Regions from separate parts of the Mus musculus genome. Here region 1 is linked to region 2. Evidence: chromatin contacts called from public Hi-C data. All regions are on one chromosome and are shown on one strand. The core of a region is the stretch at or near the end of the contact, and the rest is flanking DNA. Distances in the headings are between cores, read along the strand shown.

What was found. Hi-C and Micro-C count contacts between places; a contact is called where the count stands out from the background.
Region 1: a Hi-C map of muscle stem cells shows a contact between it and region 2, with 2.5 times the contacts expected there. The contact joins two enhancer-like sites. A contact is called at or near these places in 2 of 39 promoter capture datasets (the C10 cell line and the HPC-7 cell line), 40 of 484 Hi-C or Micro-C datasets (the AML12 cell line, B cells, the C2C12 cell line and 25 more) and 5 of 115 datasets of contacts at active chromatin or transcription factors (bone marrow-derived macrophages, embryonic forebrain, embryonic stem cells and 2 more).

Annotation. Positions count from the first base shown.
Region 1 is chr4:99,178,160-99,181,385 of GRCm38.p6, forward strand. No RefSeq gene overlaps it. Among named protein-coding and RNA genes, the nearest start is that of Atg4c, 14 kb to the right of the region's middle. Within about 2 kb of position 1,487, at least 19 of the 459 cell types and tissues checked have an H3K27ac peak or open chromatin away from gene starts, as enhancers often do. A contact at or near this core is called in muscle stem cells, where this site is marked.
Region 2 is chr4:99,104,686-99,108,254 of GRCm38.p6, forward strand. All of the region lies in intron 1 of Dock7 (dedicator of cytokinesis 7), which reads right to left. Among named protein-coding and RNA genes, the nearest start is that of Dock7, 14 kb to the right of the region's middle. Within about 2 kb of position 1,891, at least 14 of the 459 cell types and tissues checked have an H3K27ac peak or open chromatin away from gene starts, as enhancers often do. A contact at or near this core is called in muscle stem cells, where this site is marked.

The DNA.
Region 1 (3,226 bases), core at 237-2,736, 73 kb after region 2:
AGAGATCTTCTTGCCTCTGCCTCCCTCAGAGTGCTGGAATTAATGACACATACCACCATGCCTGTATCCAAATGGATTTAAAAAAAATGTTCATTTTATTTTTGTTTATGTGTATGTGTGTATATTTACATGTATAAAGATGTCTTTAGAGGCTAGAAAATGTTGCATTCCTTGGGCCTGGAGTTACAGTTACAGAGGTTGTGGGCCATCTGACATGAGTCCTCAAAAGCAACTCTTGTTCTCTGTAGATATGCTACATGCTCTTAACCCACAGAGCCATCTTTCCAGACGCCCAGCTGGATCTTTAACATCTAAAACATTCCTATTTCTTGTAAGTCTGCTGTACCTACCAGTATGAAATGACCTTATTTGGGCATTAATTGTTCCGGCCCCAGTGCCGTGATGGTCATCTTTTTAAAAGTAGGAATTATAATTTGGGGGTTAGAGAACTGGCTCACTGATTGAGCATAGTTATTGCTCCTGTAAAGAAGCTGGGTTCAGTTTTCCGCATCCACATGGCAGCTCACCCTTGTCTGTAACTCCAGTTCCAGGAGATCTGACACCTCTCCATCCTCTGGGGACAACAGGCATGGACTCGGTGCACTGAGGTTAGTGCAGCCAAAGTGCTCCTAAACGTAAAATAAAATGAATTTAAAATCTTTTTTTAAAGCATAGCTTGTAGTTTAGCCACGGATTTTTATTCAAATAAACTAATTTATTTACAGGAAAAAAAATCATTCCAGGGCATGAAAGTCAAGTGCCAACAAAGGAACGACCTTAGTGATGGAAAAACAAAGAGAGAAAGAAATGAGCTCTGTTCTGCTAAATCTAGGGCATCAATGTGTGAGGCGTGACATGTGCTCTTTCCCTCCGGACATAGGTCACTGTCAGTGTTTGCCAAGGCACTGGGTCAGCCAGACCCTGAGGAAGCTGCTCTGGTGTGTTTTAGTAAATGTATTAAAACGCTCTGCTCCCATCTTATCAGGCATATCATTGTAACTATGTAACATTTCTCCCTGAGGACAGTGGTGGGGACGCAGCCATTTGCTTGCTGGTTATTATTGATCATTAAGACAGTGTGTACAATTGTCTTAATGTATCAATGATTCTGATTAGAGATCTAAGAACTGGGGAAATACGAGTTTTATATGAATAATAAATGAATTATTCAGCTGGTTGTAGATGTTTTCTCTGTTTTTAGAAAAAAAATCTGGAGACTGGGATACATGGAAAACACAGACACACACACACACACAGACACACAGACACACACACCACACACACACACACACACACACACACACACACACACACACACACACACACACACAGTACTCAGACTTCCCTGAGCAATGAAGTGGGAGGGAGACATCAGTAAGTCTCAGGCCAATCCCTCTAGGCAGCAATTTCCTCTCTGATGTGCAGCACGTATTCTCAGATTCTCGCTACCTCAGCCCTCCCAGACCCTGAGCTCAGTGAAAATATGAGGCCCTACCGGGGTTCCCAATTCCTGAGTCATAGTAGAGAAACCGGGCGGTCACGGAGCTCACGTGTTGTTCTCTCTGCCTAGAGATCAGTGACGACTTACTGCTTCAGGACCAGGGTCTGAGGCCCATTCTGTCCGGTTTTAAAATTATTTCCTGTGGGCACAGAAAGCTGGGCCCTGTCGTTGTTCCTTCGAATCAAGTCTCTAGCTCTACAATAAGCCGGAGCCTGGAGTCATGTGCCAGGCACCGGAGATCTCAGCTTCGGCGGAGCACGTGATCAGATTACAGAAAGGTCAGCGACAGATCTGGTCACAGTGATGACAGTATCCAGGACATAAATGACACCTGTCACCGACGTTCCAGTGACCTGCTCCTTTCTGAGTATGTTTCTTCAATGATTTTTGTTGTTGTTGTTGTTGCTTTGAGAATTTCACACGTTCACGTGATGTATTTTGATTACATCTACCCCTCCATCTCCTCGCGTCCAATTTCTCTCCTAACCTCCGCTTCCACTATTCCTTCCCAACTTCATGTGCATGGATGAAAGGCAGCTTACGGAGCATGGTTATTCTCTGCAGGGGCTGCAACCCTGAAGGAAACTGACGCTCCCTACCCACACCTCATCAAGTACCTCAGACTCGGGCAGGATTTCATGGGCCCCGGTTCATCCATGCTGGCTTTCTCAGCTGGCTTGATCTTGGGTTTGTTGTGTGAGCATGCACTGATGGCTTGAGCTCAAGGCCTCAAGCATGCTGGATCAGTGCTCTCTCACTGCTGGATCCACCCCACCCCCACCCCCCAGCCTGTGACTTTCTTTCCTCCGCTTCAAACTGAAAACTGTTTAGAAAAGAACTCTATGCCCCCCAACTGCCCAAACACCACATTGAACCCCTGTGACTATCGGGGAGTCCGGAGGTTGAACCGACATCTCAGATCTCTAGCTGGAAAGGGTCACAGGGGAATTGTCCGCGGGGCAGCCACCCCAGCTGTGTCTCCTATTGTAAAGGAGCCAGTTTCTGACACTTCAAAAACTACTTCAAAATAATTTCGAACTTGACTGTGTTGTTGAGTTAGTCTTGTCTAGTACAGTGCATGAAGAAGCTGATGCAGACATGAACTTGATGTTTGAAGGAGTGTGGCAGAGAAAAGCAGTGTGTCACAGCAGGAACACCAAGAACCTCCATAGGAACCAGTGAGAGCTCTTTAGGTTAGCTTAGCCAATGCTGTAAAAACCCAGGCTAGTACATCTGAAAACTCAGGCTAACTGTGTCCGCCTGGAAGAAAAAAACTCCCATTTGGAGTCATCTGTGATTGATAACCACTTTCCAGCTTTCCAGCCAGCTAGGCATCATGCACCATCCACCCGTTTTTTGAGCAGCGTTTGAGTCTGGCCACTTCTATGAACTCTACTGACTTCTTGCCCAGGGCTTGGCTGTCTCTTGCTGGGCTTGTGTCAGAATCTTCTGGCGTCCACCCCAGCGTTGATTTCTGTTACAGTTGTTATGTTTGCTGTCCTGAATCTATTTTTGATCCTTGTGTCAATTCTGCCAATGTTCATTTGTGGAACACCCTATCCTAATTTTAGTCACGGGTCATACTCAGTTCCAGAAGCAGGCCCTGGGAAGACTGTCTTCACTGGGCCCATTGAATTATCAATTTGCCAACCCATTGGGTGAATTTACCTTGACCTTATTAATCATTTTAGACTAATTAGATGCAAAAATGCATATGTTGGAGCT
Region 2 (3,569 bases), core at 641-3,140:
ATAATACAGAGAGAAACAAACAAAAACAAAAAAGGCACCTATGAATGCCAGCGCTTACTTAAAATTAACAAGTGGCAACAGGTGGGGAAAAGTCTACAGTAAAAGCCAATCCTCCTCCTCCTCCCCCTCACAAAGAATAAAAGACATTTAACCCAGTCCTTAAGAATAGAGTTTTCGGGGTTGGAGAGATGGCTCAGTGGTTAAGAACACTGACTGCTCTTCCAGAGGTCCTGAGTTCAATTCCCAGCAACCACATGATGTCTAATAACCATCTGTAATGGGATCTGACACCCTCTCCTGGTATGTTTGAAGACAGCTATAATTGTAAAAGGAGAGAGGGAGGGATCTTTTTTTTGTTTGTTTTTTATTAAAAATTTTTTATTAGATATTTTCTTTATATACATTTCAAATGCTATCCCGAAAGTTCCCTATACCCTCCCCTCGCCCTACTCCCCTACCCAGTCACTCCTACTTCTTGGCCCTGGCGCTCCCCTGTACTGAGGCATATAAAGTTTGCAATACCAAGGGGCCTCTCTTCCCCATGATGGCCGACTAGGCCATCTTTTGATACATATGCAGCTAGAGACACGAGCTCTGGGGGTACTGGTTAGTTCATATTGTTGTTCCACCTATAGGGTTGCAGAACCCTTTAGCTCCTTGGGTGCTTTCTCTAGCTTCTCCATTGGGAGCCCTGTGTTCCATCTTATAGATGACTGTGAGCATCCACTTCTGTATTTGCCAGGCAATGACATAGCCTCATACGAAGCAGCTATACCAGGGTCCCTTCAGCAAAATCTTGCTGGCATATGCAATAGTGTCTGGGTTTGGTGGCTGATTATGGGATGGATCCACAGGTGGGATAGTCTCTGGATAGTCCATCCTTTCGTCTTAGCTCCAAACTTTGTCTCTAACTTCTTTCATGGGTATTTTGTTCCCTATTCTAAGGAGGAATGAAGCATCCACCCATTGGTGTTCCTTCTTCTTGAATTTCTTGTGTTTTGCAAATTGTATCTTGGGTGTTCTATGTTTCTGGGCTAATATCCACTTATCAGTGAGTGCATATCTAATGACTTCTTCTGTGACTGGGTTACCTCACTAAGGATGATATCCTCCAGATATATCCATTTGCCCAAGAATTTCATAAATTCATTCTTTTTAATAGCAGAGTAGTACTCCATTGTGTAGATGTACCACATTTTCTGTATCCATTCCTCTGTTGAGGGGCATCTGGGTTCTTTCCAGCTTTTGGCTATTAATTAGTAAGGCTGCCATGAACATAGTGGAGCATGTGTCCTTATTACCAGTTAGAACTTCTTCTGGGTATATGCCCAGAACTGTCTTGCCCACAAGCATATAAAGTAGTCTTTGTGTAAGTTAGATGCTTTAGTTGTTAAATCCTAATTTATTCAAAATTTTTTGTTTTTGTTTTCCTGATTTTTTTTAAGACAAGATCTCCCTCTGAACCCCAGGCTGGCCTAGAATCCCCCTGGCATCAAACTCATTAAATCTTCCTGCCTTAGCTGCAGTACAAAGCACCTCATGTTCTATCCTATCCCTTCCTACAGTATCTGACTACAATTCATAACATACTTGTAGCCAGCAATGATGTACACACCTTTAATCAAGCACTCAGGAAGCAGAGGCAGGGGGATCCCTATGAGTTCAACGCCAGCCCTGTTTGTATAGTAAGATTCTTTCTGAAAACAAAACCAACCAACCAAAAACTCCACTGTGAAAATCTGAATGTTCTTTTCCTTAGATCATGAAGAAAGTGAGGGTTTTTGTCGGCTCAGATTATGCTGGAGGTTCTAACCAATGAAATAGGAGGAGAAAAAGCAAGTGTGCGGAAGAGCAGAGGGGAAACCACTCCAGTCTGGAGTGTTACAGCACGAGGCTGCCATTCTCAGCCAAAAGTTGCATAAGGGGTATCAGGAGGCAAACCCCAGGTCCCAGCCCTGCATTAGCCTGAGTGGAAAGGAAGAAGCATGAAACACGGATATGGAGAACTTGCCTGCACTCTACACGGCATTCCCAGGGGAGACAGACTGCTATAGTGAAAGTCCCCTTATCAAAACCTAAACCACTGGGAAACAGGTCTGACCATGGAACGCACCTATTATGCTGTCAGGCGCTGAGCCCTGAAATGTCACTTACTGGCTGAGAGATGAAGTGACCAGATAAATTCTTTCTCCACGGAGACTGAGTCAGCAAGAAAAGAGATGCAAGTAATGCTTTCAGGATGGATTACACTGCAAAAGACCCACCCCTGAGGCCAGCCTGAACACAAGTTACAAGAAGTGTGGTCATGGGAGAGGTGTCAAAAAAGAAAAAGAGTGTGGCCATAAAGATATCGCACACCACCCAGTAGAAGCCAATACTCTCTTAGATTTTGAGAAGCTACGATGACAGAACATCATCTGACTGACCAGTCAGGATTAAGAGTGATCAGCAACAGTGAGAGCACACATCATAAGAGAGCCAGGCTGCTGGAAATTAGCACAATCATTAAAATGCTTGCTGCAGGGCTAGAGAGATGGTTCAGCGCTTAGAGCACCCCAGGGCCTGCTGGCCAATCGTCCAGACAAATGAGGGAGCTCTGGTCTCAAAAAACAGGATGGAGAACAAATGGGGACGCCACCCGACACTCACCTCTGGCCTCCACACATGCACACAGACAAAGCATAAAGACACACACACACATACACACACACACATATGAGGAGGGAGGGGGAGTGGAGGGGGTCGTCCTGCTGACCTTGTTCCCACGAAGGATGTTCCACTCATAAAACAGGCAATCTGGGAGTTAGAGGAGGAGAAAGAGGCCAAGGGGTAAGAGAGAGAAACATCTGGAGTGAAAAGAAAAAGAAATAAAACTGTCTCTTACTTATCAAGACGATACTCCATACAGAAAACTCTAAGGAACCCATGAAAAGACAGTAAAATAAACACACTTAGCAAGTATCCTAGGATACTACTTCAATATTCAAAAATCAACAGTATTTATATATCCTAGCAATGAATAAACCCATTAAATAAACCTTTGTATGGTAACATCCCAAACAAAAGTAGTTTAAAATAAACTTACCAAAAGGAGAAAAAGACTAGAAGAGCAAGGCCAAAAGAAGGTAGAAGAGGTGACAGCTGTACACTGAAAACCTAAATCTACTGAAAGGAAACCAAGTAAGAGACTAGGAATGTAGCTTAGCCAGCACAGTATCTGCCTAGCATGAAGCCATGCCTGTACCATGCACACTTGTAATCCCAGCACTGGGGAAGTAGAGGCAGTAAGATCAGAAGTTCAAGGTCTCTTGGCTACAAGGCAAATCCACAGCCAGGCTGGACTACAGGAAATCCTGTGTCAAAACAAAATGACATCCCACTTAGGATTGAGCATTACATGGTCACTTCTCTACAGCTAGATCAGCCCTTCCACGGCTGGTGAGACAGCAAGGAAGAAAGAAAAGAATATAAGAGCCAAGCGATGGGGAGACCCAAGCAGACAGACATCTGGACCTGACCTGGCCACAGCACTCATGAGCCTACTGCAGCTGTGTTAAAACCAGCACAAA